2 separate regions of the Sus scrofa genome follow, and region 2 is linked to region 1. A link is a contact called in public HiChIP or PLAC-seq data. All regions are on one chromosome and are shown on one strand. Each heading gives the region's core, a stretch centred on a gene start, on an enhancer-like site or on the middle of the called end of the contact. The rest is flanking DNA. Distances are from core to core; before and after follow the strand shown. Region 1 holds the start of ATG16L2 (autophagy-related protein 16-2). Region 2 has its middle 13 kb from the start of FCHSD2.

Region 1 (6,199 bases), core at 1,570-4,069:
TCGCACTCCTCCCCGGGCTCTCACCTCACTGCCTCCAGGGGCACGTCATCCTGAGCTGCCAGGGCCAGGCCAGGGGGCGCTCTAACCCCCAAGGGGATGCCCCTCACTTGCTGGCTCCCTTGGACCACATCTCCCAGCCCCAACGTCCTGCCCCAGCCCATCCTCTCAGAGCCCTGCCCAGCCTACCTCTCCGCACTCCAGCCGGAGCCCCTCCTCCTCCTCTTGCCACTTCACCCTCAGAGCTGCTGGTGATGGGACTTGGTCTGAGTCAGGCCCCGCCTCCTCCTCCTCCCTGCCAACCAATCACAGAGTGCCGTTCATTCCACCCTCCACCCGCCCAGAGGATGCGCAGGAGTTTGAAAGCAAAGCCGTGACCTTTCTCCCGAGGAAGGTGGGAGCCAGACAGTCAGCAGAGGAAAGAGCAAGTCTCCAGAAACGAGCTGCCCGCGACTCCCATGCTCTGCGGTCTCCGCAGGCCTTGAGTTCCCGGGCCAGAACTCTCCTCAAGAAGGACGCCCAGCCCATCCCGGTCCTCATCCTCCGTCCACCTGCGGAGCAGACAGCGTCCTGCCTCTCTGTAGGCGGCAGGTGAGGCGCACAGGAGTGGGAGGGGAGGCCACTGGACAGACGCAGAGAGACGGCTGAGAAGTGGAGGACAAGGAGCTGCCCTGGGGAACGACTGCCCCTCCCCTGGGCATCGGTCAGGGGCCATGGAGGTACCAGGGAGAGAATGAGCCCAGCCAAGGCAGTGGCAGCAGGGCCAGGCACAGGAAGCCCATTGTGACCACCACCCCCTGTCACACACACACACTTACCAGGGGCCCTGGTGGGTAGCTGGCGTGACACTGTTTGGCTCTGGCAGCAGTGTCTCTGAGAACCGGGCCAGCAGCTCAGCCTTCTCTAGGAGACGGTTATCTAGGGGTGCAAGGGGGCGAGCCTGGAGCACAGATAGACCCTTTCCAGCAGACTCCAGGTGTGCAAGCTGCCTCTGGCTGCGAGGGCTGCAGGAGCCCAGGGATCCCGAGGGGAGTTGGTGTAGCTCTGCCAGAATCTCCAGCCCTTGCACTCCCTCCTAAGAGCACAGCCCCCAGGCCCTCCCAGGAGAAGACCTGCTTCCCCCAGGACAGAGAAGCAGAGAAGGACCACCACGGCTGGGGAGGGAGATGGCAGAGCAGGGCCTGAGTGAGCGAAGGAGCTGGGGATGGATCCTGCCTCCCCCAGGGCCGGGCCTGGGCCCAGAGAGCAATGAGACAAACTGAGCTCCACCAGCCTGTGGCCTTCGGCAAGTTACTTCCCCTCCGGAGGCTCAGACTTTCCAGATCAAAAAAAAAATCCTGATTTCCCCAGGGCTGGTGTAACGTTCCCCACAGGCCAAAACAGCAAGTTCTCAAGTTTGGTAGTTTCTGCTACGAAGCCTGGAACACAACCCTCCACCCCCACTCGTGGGCACTTCCTCTTTCTCAGCCGGTTCCAGGTTAGGGCGGTGGATAAGCCCAGGCCTAGCTCCGCAGCTCCTCGCTCTCACTGGACTTGTTCTCACACAAAACCCCACCACAACCCCCACTCCTGCCCAGCAAATCCAAACGAGATGCTAGTCCGTCCAGTTTACTGGTGAGAAACCTGAGGCTTAGGGCTATGACCTGCCCCAAACCAGAGAAGACAGAACCAACTGGGAGTCTGTGTTCAGCCCTCCAGCATCTCTCCAATCCCACACATCTGCCACCCCAGGGGGTGAGGGTAACTGGAAGGTTCCACTGTCCCTCAGAGCCACGGAGAAGTGAGGCTGCCTAGAGGCATGGGGCTGGCCTCATCCCTGAAGGCGGAGGACTGATGGCCAGAAGGTTGCAAAGAAATCGCCCAGGACGAAGCAGCAGATTCAGTTGTGGGGGTTGGAGGAGACAGTTAAGTAGCAGCCAAGGTTAGGACCAGTGATGGAGCGGAAGGGACTGTGGTTAGACTTTCAACCCCTGACACAGAATCTCAGCCGACCAGAGGCACTGCACCCAGATGTACAGCTCTTCATCCCGACTTGAACTGCATACCCTTTCCTGACCAGCTTCCCAGAAACAGGTCTGAGAGTCTGACTTCCCCAGGCTCAGCCACGGCCCTCCAAAGCCTGGGGCCCCCTGCTTCTCCCTCAGGCCAGAGGTGGCTGGACAGAGAGATGCTCCAAAAACCTGAGCCTCTCAGTGGCAAAGCTTCGGACTCTGAACTTCCTCTCTAGAGTTTAGAAGTAACTGCTCTGGACAGTCCTGTGATCTTTCGCTGTGCTTATGGGGACCAGATGGACTGATCAGGCTCTACCCTGGAGACTGCCCAGGAAGGGGACGTCTAAGCGACCCTAACAAACCAACACTCGCTGACGAACCCGTTCCTAGGAAGCCCAGTTGTTGAGAGGCAGAGCCGGGCCCCCAGGCGCAAGGAAGAGCCAGAGCTCCATCCGGCAAAGGGCTCTAAGCAGACCCGGGTTCGTAACGGGCAAGAACACCGGCTAGTCGGAGATGGGGCGTAACAGGGGCTCTAGAAGGCTCAAGCTTCGGAGACGAAAAGATGATACGCCAGGGTCAAAGCCGAAGCAGCCAAACCCTCTCCCCGCGCCCCCGACGGTCATAGGGCCCCCCGGGCACCAGCACTCACAGGCTGGCACCAGCTCCAGGAAGAGGGCCTTCTGCGTGCGGTCCCGGAGTCGAAGCTGCCGCACGATGTGGCGTTTCCAGCAGGCGACAGGGGCGCCGGGGTCGCTGGGCCCCGCCATGGCCGCCCGCTGCCGCCCGCCCCGCGCGCTGCTCTCGCAGAGGTGGGCGCGGCCGGGCGGGGCGGGGCCCGGCGGGGACTCCGTGACGTCACGCGGCTGGCGGGGAATCCCCGGGTTGTACCAAAAGCGTTTTGGGGGGAGAACGGAAGGAAAACGTGGGAGAAGCCGCCCCCAGGGTCTAGACCCTCGGACCCCACCAAAGTCGCACCTGAGTGGGGACTCCTGTAAGCTTTCGGGGGCGGTGAGAGGGGACGAGGTCGGAGCCTCCGGGCGGCTCCCCCTCTCCTGTTGGCACGCTCCGCAGGCGCCGCCTCCGAGGCCTCCGTGTTTTAACCCCAAGGCGCCCACACCGAACGCTAAGGTAACAGACGCTCTGGACCAGGCGGCGCTTGAAACTGGGTGCAGCCCCCTCCCCCCACTCCCGGACTCTGCCCTCGAGACCTGTGAGGGGAGGCGACACCGACACAAGGCAGGCAATATGTGACAGCGAGATGAGAAACCACGGAAAAAGAAGGACTGAAGAAAGGAGGCCCTGCTTCTCGGAGGTGATGGCCTCGAGTCAGGTGGTGAGGGATGCAGTAGGAATTGGCCAGGAGGAGAAAGAAGCAAAATCCAGGCAGTGGAGAGAACAAGTGCAGAGGTTCAAGGGCATAAAACGTTCCAGCAGATTCGGGCCTGGAAGGACGGGAGAAAGAACCGTCCTTGTGTGGAGCAAGGCTTAAGGGTCCAGTTCATGCAGAAACTTCAGGCCCCTGAGAGTAAAGGCATGCAGCTGATTTCATCTAAGAAGCCCCTGGCTCAGAGTGGGGAAGAGGCTTGCTTGAGACTGCACGGGAGAGGATGGCTGAGCTGGCCACCAACGCAGTATCCTGACCGAGTTCTGCTGATCGTTCTGTACCCTGTTGGGCAGCCCCTGGAGCAGCAGCAGCATCTCTTGCAGGTGCACTTGACAGTGAATCATGAGTTTGCAGGGAACTGTCCAGAGCTCTGCAGACAGGCTGGTGTGACGAATGAAAGGAGGGACTCACTGAGGCCATGCAGGCCATGGAGGTGACAGGTCTGTTGAAATGTGGAGAGGGCGGGCTACAGGTCTTGAAAAGCTATCAATGCCAGTGACACCACAGGAGAGGGTACTCTGCTCTGCTTTGAAACCACAGTGAATTGGGCTTTGTCCCCCTGTGCCATTGTCTTTGACCCTCATTTCCTTTGGTCGCCCTACGCCTGCTGTTTGGAACACCTTTCCCTCTAGTGGGCCTGGCTTCTACTCATGGGTCACTTCCTCCAGGAAAACTTTGCTGCACCTGTACAGAGTTAAACCTGCGATCTTAGCCCCAGCCCCAGCCTGGCCTGTCTATTCAGGGAGTGGGTAGTGGGTGTTAACATTAACTAGTGTACCGAAGAGAAGCAAATGGTACCCATGGAGGCTCAGGGCCAGGGCAGATGTGGCTCAGATCCCGCGTTGCTGTGGCTGTGGTGTAGGCCGGCAGCTGCAGCTCTGATTCGAGCCCTAGCCTGGGAACCTCCATGTGCCACAGGTGCGGCCCTAAAAAGAAAAAGAAAAAAAAAATCTTTGAATTGGGAGAAATCTTCATGACTATGATTTCATGAATATGATACCAAAAGCACAAGCAACAAAGGGGAAAAAAAGCTTTTGTGCATCAAAGGAGATGGTCGAGGCGCTCCCGCTGTGGCTCCTTGGAAATAAATCCCACTAGAATCCATGAGGATGCAGGTTTATCGGCCTCGCTCAGTGGGTCGAGGATCCAGCGTTGCCGTGAGCTGTGGGGTAGGTTGCGGATGAGGTGCGGATCTGGCGTTGCTGTGGCTGTTTCGTAGGCCAGCGGCTACAGCTCAGATTCGATCCCTACGCTGGGAACCTCCATATGCCACAGGTGCAACCCTAAAAGGATTTTAAAAAAAAGAAAAAAAGACGATCAAGAAAGTGAGGAGTTCCCGTTGTGGCTCAGTGGTTAACGAATCCCACTAGGAACCGTGAGGTTGCAGGTTCGATCCCTGCCCTCACTCAGTGGGTTAAGGATCCCGCGTTGCCGTGAGCTGTGGTGTAGGTCACAGACACGGCTCAGATCTGGCATTGCTGTGGCTCTGGCGTGGACAGGCAGCCACAGCTCCGATTAGACCCCTAGCCTGGGAACCTCCATGTGCCGCGGGAGTGGCCCTAGAAAAGGCAAAAAGACAAAGAAAGAAAGAGAGAAGACATCTATAGAATAGGAGAAAATATTTGCAGGTATATATCTGATAAGGGTCCACTGTCCAGAGTATGTAAAGAACTCCTAAAGCTCAACAACAACAAAACTAATTCAACAGTTCAAAAAATGAGCAAAGGATTTGAACAGACATTTCTCCAAAGATAGACAAAAGGCCAATAAACACATGAAAAGGTGCTCAGTGTTATTACTCATTATTACTCATTAAAGAAATGCAAATCAAAACTATGAGAAACCACCTTTTGCCTAGGAGAATGGCTAAATTTCTTTTTTTTTTTTTTTTTTTTTTTTTTGTATTTTTGCCTCTTCTAGGGCTGCACCTGCGGCATAAGGAGGTTCCCAGGCTAGGGGTCCAATCAGAGCTGCAGCTGCCAGCTACACCACAGCCACAGCAATGCGGGATCCGAGCCACGTCTGTGACCTACACCACAGCTCACCGCAATGCTGGATCCCCAACCCATTAAGCAAGGCCAGGGATCGAACCCACAACCTCATGGTTCCTAGTCAGATTCGTTAGTCACTGAGCCACAACGGGAACTCCTAGAATAGCTATAATTTAAAACACTGTTTTAATGGAAAATAACAAACACTGGCAAGGATGCGAAGAAATTGGAAACATAGGGCACTGCTGGTGGGAATATATATAAATGTGTGTGTGTGTGTGTGTGTTATACATACATTCTTTTGCACTATTCTTTTCCATTATGGGTTACCACAGGATATCGAATAGAGTTCCCAGTGCTATATGGGAGGACCTTGTTGTTATCCATTCTATATACAATAGTTTGCATCTGCTAACCCCAAGCTCCCACTCCATCCCTCCACCCCCTTCCCCCTTGGCAACCACAAATCTGTTCTCTATGCCTGTGAATCCATTTCTGTTCATAGATAAATCCATTTACATCATAGTTTAGATTCCACATATAAGTGATATCACATGGTATTGTCTCTGTCTTTCTGACTTACTTCACCCTAGTGTGATAATCTATAGGTCCGTCCATGTTGCTGCAATATTTTTCATTCTTTTTTGTGGCTGAGTAGTATTCTATTCTATTCTATGTATCGCATCTTCATTATCCATTCATCTGGATATTTAGATTGTTTCCGTGACTTGGCTACTATGAATAGTACTGCTGTGAACATTTGGGTGCATGTATCTTTTTTTTCCCTTTTTTTAGGGCCACAAGTGTGGCATATGGAAGTTCCCAGGCTAGGGGTC
Region 2 (6,199 bases), core at 967-3,466, 290 kb before region 1:
GGGGGTCCCCCCTGGGCCTCCACAGTCCTGAGCCCTGATTCTCAGGGACTAGCTGACCACATGGCGCATGGCAGTGGGGATACTCCCCAACTCAAACGCTCTAGGGAAAGGGACTGAGTGTCCCGGTCCCCACCGCCCATTGTAGGGCTTGGCACAAGATAGATACGAAACTGCTTCTTCCGTCTAGGCTCCGTTTTGAGTCCTCCCAGCACTGACCCATAGAGGCCTTAGCAGAGGCTTCTGATAGAACCAGAGTTTTTGGGGCGGGGGGCTCCTGAGCCACGAATGATGCACCGCTGACGGCAGCCTCAGGGCAGATCCCGAAAGGCAGCAGAGCCTGCGCAGCAGGGTGTAAAGTGTGCTTTGGGGTCCCGGCCCTCTCTGCTTTGGTCTCAGCCCACTCCCTGCCTGGATCCTGGGCTCCAACCCACCCAGGCACCCCGCCCGTGCACTGCCAGATTTCCAGGTGTTCCAGCTCGGTGCCAGGCTTCTCACTATTTCCTCATCTCGAATGTTCTCTTCGTCCCCTTCTCCCTGGAAAACTTCTTGGCTCCAAAGTCTGCTGACTGAGGGACACAGAAGTGACCTTTCCTCTCCATGTTCTTCCAGTTTTTGTTTTTTTTTTTTTTTCTGCTTATCAGCTCAACTGGCCCCACAGTTACTGGTGCTGTTTGTCTTATTCGTCTCAAGAGGTTGCTCTGAGGGAAAGCAAATACCAGGCTCTGCAGCCTCTGTTTCCCCATCTGTAAAATGGAGACAGTGATTGCTACCCTTCCAGGTTGATAGAAGGATTAAATGAAATTAGTCAGGTCAGAACCCAGCACAGTCATCTCATTTGTCCACACACGGGGCAGGAGGGAAGACGTAGCCAACCTGCCCCACAGAGGCAAAGGCACCTAGGCTGGGGTTCTCGGCCCTATGGAAAAACTCAGCTAACCCACTGATGGCACAGCCCACCTCCCAAACCCAGGGAGGAGGGACCCGGGGCTGTGGGAGGCCGAGGGGAGAGGGCAGGCCTTTATAACATCTCCAGATATGCTGATCTTTTCCGGGCACAAGTTGTGTGCCCTGCCCGCTGCCAAGTGCATCATAACTTCAGCTCATCCTCTCGCACTCAGGCCACAGGATCCTGTTATGAATGCCACTTGGCTCCTTCCTCTCTCTACCGCCCCACACGGTGCCAGGGACACCACAATACCTAGAGTTTACTTATATGTGAAATGCCAGAAGCAGTGCCCCTCCACACAGTAAATGTGAATTTATGCTACGAGAAAGGGACTCTTTTAAAAATACACTTTAGGCGTTCCCGTCATGGCTCAGTGGTCAACGAACCTGACGAGTATCCCTGAGGACGTGGGTTCGATCCCTGGCCTCGCTCGTGGGTCAGGGATCCGTCGGTGCCGTGAGCTGTGGTGTAGGTCACAGACGTGGCTCGGATCCTGTGTTGTGTGGCTGTGGTGGAGGCCGACAGCTACAGCTCTGATTCGATCCCCTAGCCTGGGAACGTCTCTGGGCCACGGGTGTGGCCCTAAAGAGACAAATAAATGAACAAATACATACATAAATAAACTTTATCTGGAATAACTGTAGATTTATGGAAAAGTTGCAAAAATGTACGGAGATGTCTCCTATACCCGTTACCCAGTTTCCTTCGTTAACATGGTACGTTCTAAGGGACAGACACACTGTCACAACAAAGAAATTGACATTAATTACTATTTTTTGTCTCTCTCTCTCTCTCTCTTTTTTGGCGGGGGGTGGGGGGAACCTCCAACAGTGGCTATGAACTACACTCGAGGCTGTAAGTGGACTTCACCAGCGTTTGCAGCCATGTCCCACTTTTGTCCCAGGACCCAGTCCTGGCTGCCACCTTGCATTCGGTCGTCATGCCCACAGCCGAAGAGACTGACCCTGTAACTGCTGATTTCACACGGGAAAACGGGGGCGAGGGCTCTGCTCTTGGCTTCCTTCACTTTCACTTTCACCATTTCACTTCGGAAAATCCCCTTCAGACGTGCCTTTAGTCCCGAAGCTCCCCTTCCTGCCCTCCCTTCATCCAGAGGCCCCTCCCAGCCCCCAGGAGCTCGCCCTCAGCTCAGAGCTCTCCTGGCCGCCTGTTTCGTTCTTTCTTTTTAAAAATCTTTCTCGTTTGTTTGTTTTGGCTGCACCCACGGCCTGCGCAAGTTCCTGTACTGAGCCACAGCAGCCACAGCGGTGACAATGCTGAGTCCTTCACTGGGCCACCGGGGAACAGGGCCTCCTTTTCCTTACTGCCGGGATATTTAACTCTGCCCTGCTGCTCCAACCCCCCCGTTAGTGTCATCTTTAAGCGTGTCAATGGCTGTTATTCTGGGAATTATAAAACTCCTGTACGTTTTTGTTTTGGTTCCACTCTCTTCCTGGGACAGAAACTTTATGCCAAAAGTTTCCCCAACGCGAAATTTCCCCCAATTCATCCTTCCTTCCTTCTTCCCTGCAGTTCCCACCTCCCTTCTGGGAATGCTGTGGTCCCGGGGAGGCCACCTCCAGGGGTAGAAATATGACCTGAGCTCGAACAATCAGTACCTGCCACCTCTTCGGTCCAGGGATGGGTTCAAGAGAGGCTTGTCAGCCAAGGCGGCCCAGTCAAGGTGAAGCTCAGGCTCTTTGGCAGGTGCTCTGGTCCCCAGGTGCTCTCTTCGGCTCAGGTGGGAGGGATGCCTCACTATGGAGATGGGAGGCCAGTGGTCATTTTCTTAGCACACCTGGTTGCTGAGGAGTTTGGTTCAACCTGTTGAGGTAGTTGCATGAAGAAATTCTGGGTCTTTTTAATCTTCCTCATCATTCCCTTTCCTCTTTCCTCTTTTTTAACACCACAGGCAGTTTTAATAACCTTCTGGTCTTTTCTTTTAGGGCCACATCTGCAGCACATGGAAGTTTCCGGGCCATGGGGTGAATCAAAGCTGCAGCTGCCGGCCTACACCACAGCCACAGCAACACTGGGTCATTCACCCACTGAGCACGGCCAGGGATCAAACCCACATCCTCATGGATACTAGCTGGGTTCTTAACCCACCAAACCACAATGAGAACTCCTCATTCAGTTATTTAAACCTAGACCCGTCCAGTTTAAAACTTCAATCTCGGAGTTCCCCTTGTGGCGCAGTGGTTAACGAATCCAACTAGGAACCATGAGGTTGCGGGTTCGGTCCTTGCCCTTGCTCAGTGGGTTAACGATCCGGCGTTGCCGTGAGCTGTGGTTGCAGACTCAGCTTGGATCCCGTGTTGCTGTGGCTCTGGTGTAGGCCAGTAGCTACAGCTCCAATTCGACCCCTAGCCTGGGAACCTCCATATGCTGGCCCTGGAAAAGGCAAAAAAAAAAAGACAAAAAACAAAGCAAAAACTTCAACCTCTTACCCAATTCACAGCAACCCTCTACCCCACCCAGGCTAGAATGTGACTAGAGAGGCTTGGTGGCTGGGGACCGTGATAGGCCAGGGGCATGCTCCGCTCTCTTTTCTCATCACTAACTCCTGGGGGTGGAGAGAAGGCCTGTGAGCTCTCTTGCCCCCCCGGCTTCATTCTGCTTCAGAGACCTGTCCCTGACCTTGCTCCGGTTCTGTTTGCCCTTGGTGGCCTCTGTGATGTGGTGATGTCCACAGAGGGAACACCCGTGACTTCCTGGGTGTCACTCAGCTCTCCCTTGGCCCCTCATTGCCAAGGACTTCCACGGACAGGGGCTGCCTGGCCTTCCTTTGTCCCTACCATGGGTCTGTCCCCAGCCCCTCCCCCAAATGGGGGACCCTACTCCTTGTGGCTGCTGGCTGGCCCTCTGTGCCTCCTCTCAACCTCACGCTCTTTCATATGGAGCCATGGCAAGTATGAGGAACTGGGAGGGGTGCCCCATGTTCCTCCCAGGCCCCCCAATATCTTGATCCTGACAAGCTTGCTGACGTAGGCCCTTCCATGAGCCGCCTGTCTTTAGAACTCTCTAATCCACTCTCTGTGTTCACAAACAGCCCCAGTCTCGTAGGTCCCCCCTGCCCACAGCCCCACTTTCTCACCACACTTGATTCCAGCTGCAGCACCAGGATGAGCCTGCAGAGTCCCAGCTCAGAGAGCATCCAGGGGGAGAGGCCCCTTTCCCTCCCCACAGGCCCCCACTCTCTTCGAGGGAGCCTCCTGGATGCCCCATTTGGCCCTGCTTCCTCTGCCTCCCACACATACTCAGCTTTGCTGGGGAAGAGAGAGAACTAGGGGAGATGTGGAACCGTGGTGGCTTGAAATGTGGACGCATTAGCATTGAAAGAGCCCAGGAGAGCTGGTGGGATGTTCAGGCCCGATCCGCTCTCTCACTTTAGAGACAAACCCGGTCCCCAGATCTCTGACACCCCTACTCCGTAGCACAAGGTAGACCCCCTCCTGCCTCGGCGCCAAGCTCCCCATCTCCTGTTAAGGGAAAAAAATGATGCATTTACTGAGTTTCCTCGGAGGTACCTCTACCGAAAGGTGCCTTTCCTGATCACAGGAAAATAAACGCCACAGGATTTCAAATTCATGAGTCCTCGGCATTCAGTAGTTTGCCCTTTAATCTGATTAGCAAGTCCGGGGACCAGTTAGGAACCAGCAAGTGCCAGTGCTCGCGGGTACCAGACAGGCCTCAGTGGAAGAGAAGATGCTCCGAGCTTTAGCTTGAGCTTTGGGCCGACTCTGCAGAACTTTCTGTTAGCAGCTGGCCTCCTGCTCGTGCCAGCCCACGTCTCCTGCCAGGAAGGCAGACTCAGGAGGCCAGGTGCATCCTTTCTGCCTCCCTCGTTGGCACTGGCTCCTCCAGCCAGAACTCGGCTGTTCTTTCTTATCCTCTAAGGATGGCCCCGCTCACTCCCTCCTCCTCCCACTTAGCTAACAGGGAGAATTTCAGGGACAGCATCATTCAGAGTCCCAACAAGACACAGATGGTACCACTCACCTGAAAGTGGCAGGCGGTTTGTTTATACAGGGCCTAATTACAAAGCACAGGGTGACTTCAAGTGTACTAACGTGGAGCTGGCAGCAGAGCTGTCCCCACCTCTAGGCCTGAATGGCTAAAGGGGCTGAGAAGCAGTTCCCAGGACCTGGAACAAGAAAGGTCATGGGAGTTCCCATCCTGGCTCAACAGGTTAAGAACCCAACTAGGAACCATGAGGTTGCGGGTTCGATCCCTGGCCTTGCTCAGTGGGCTAAAGATCCGGTGTTGCCACAGCTGTGGTGTAGGTTTCAGATGCTGCTCGGATCCCACATTGCTATGACTGTGGTGTAGGCTGGCAGCTATAGCTCCAATCTGACCCCTAGCCTGGGAACCTCCTTATGCTGCAGGTGCAGCCCTACAAAAGGAGCAAAAGAAAAAAAAGAACAAGAAAAAGAAAGAAAGAAAGAAAGTCTTGTGGAGTCAGCCTCTTGGAGAGGAGCATGACCTTTAGCTGAGGGACAGAGCCAGCCCAAGGCACCGCCACAAGAGAAGAGCCACCCTGACCTCCCCTCCCCCTCCCTCCACGGGCCAAGTCCAGCCTGAAGGCAGACGCACCCAACTCCGGTTAATGAAGTCCTGGCTCGTCGGCCTCCTGGGGCGGAGCAGGGTGAGGAAAGCTCAAGGAGAGATGTCCAGCCTCGAGGCTCCAGGGTCCTGCGCGTTTCTGCCTTTGTCAGTGAGGATTCCCTCGCGCTTCAAGTCCGCTGCAAGATGAACCCCCCGAGCCTCTGGCCCCGAGTCACTGTCCTGCCCCTCCCCGACTCGGCCCTCCCGGCTGCGGGCTCCCTGCTGGAGAAGGATGTGGCCCCATCCTCACCCAGCCTCGGTACGACCTGCTCCCTCTGCGCAGAGGATCAAACTGGGTCTCCACTCAGCTCTGCGCTGTGGGGTATAAAGACGATTGCAGAGGGAGTTGGGCCCGCTTCTTTTTTATTTTTTTCCTGTCTTTTTGGGGCTGCACCCACAGCATATGGAGGTTCCCAGGTCTACACCACAGTCACAGCAACGCGGGATCCGAGCTGTGTCTGGGACCCACGCCACAGCTCTTGGCAATGCTGGATCCTTAACCCACTGAGCGAGGCCAGGGATCGAACCAGCGTCCTCGTGGATACTAGTCGGGTTCATTTGCTGCTGCGCCACGATGGGACCTCCCAGGCCCTCTTTTTTAACCTGTGCTCATGTGCGTTCTCTCTCTCTGAAAATGCCCTTTTG

Evidence for each region. HiChIP or PLAC-seq counts read pairs in DNA pulled down with a chosen protein or histone mark.
Region 2: a contact with region 1 is called in an H3K27ac HiChIP or PLAC-seq map of alveolar macrophages. The contact joins the enhancer-like site here to the promoter of ATG16L2 in region 1. A contact is called at or near these places in 1 of 5 promoter capture datasets (liver), 10 of 47 Hi-C or Micro-C datasets (embryonic fibroblasts, heart right ventricle, mesenteric adipose tissue and 5 more) and 2 of 2 datasets of contacts at active chromatin or transcription factors (alveolar macrophages and skeletal muscle).

The regions. Positions count from the first base shown.
Region 1 is chr9:7,343,593-7,349,791 of Sscrofa11.1, reverse strand. It overlaps ATG16L2 (autophagy-related protein 16-2), which reads right to left and starts at 2,819. Exons shown (of 17, transcript XM_013977351.2): 1 at 2,638-2,819; 2 at 816-915; 3 at 187-292. The coding sequence starts at 2,755. It also overlaps a transcript of STARD10 not described here.
Region 2 is chr9:7,630,213-7,636,411 of Sscrofa11.1, reverse strand. No RefSeq gene overlaps it. Among named protein-coding and RNA genes, the nearest start is that of FCHSD2, 13 kb to the right of the region's middle. Within about 2 kb of position 2,216, at least 47 of the 83 cell types and tissues checked have an H3K27ac peak or open chromatin away from gene starts, as enhancers often do. A contact at or near this core is called in alveolar macrophages, liver, mesenteric adipose tissue and 4 more, where this site is marked.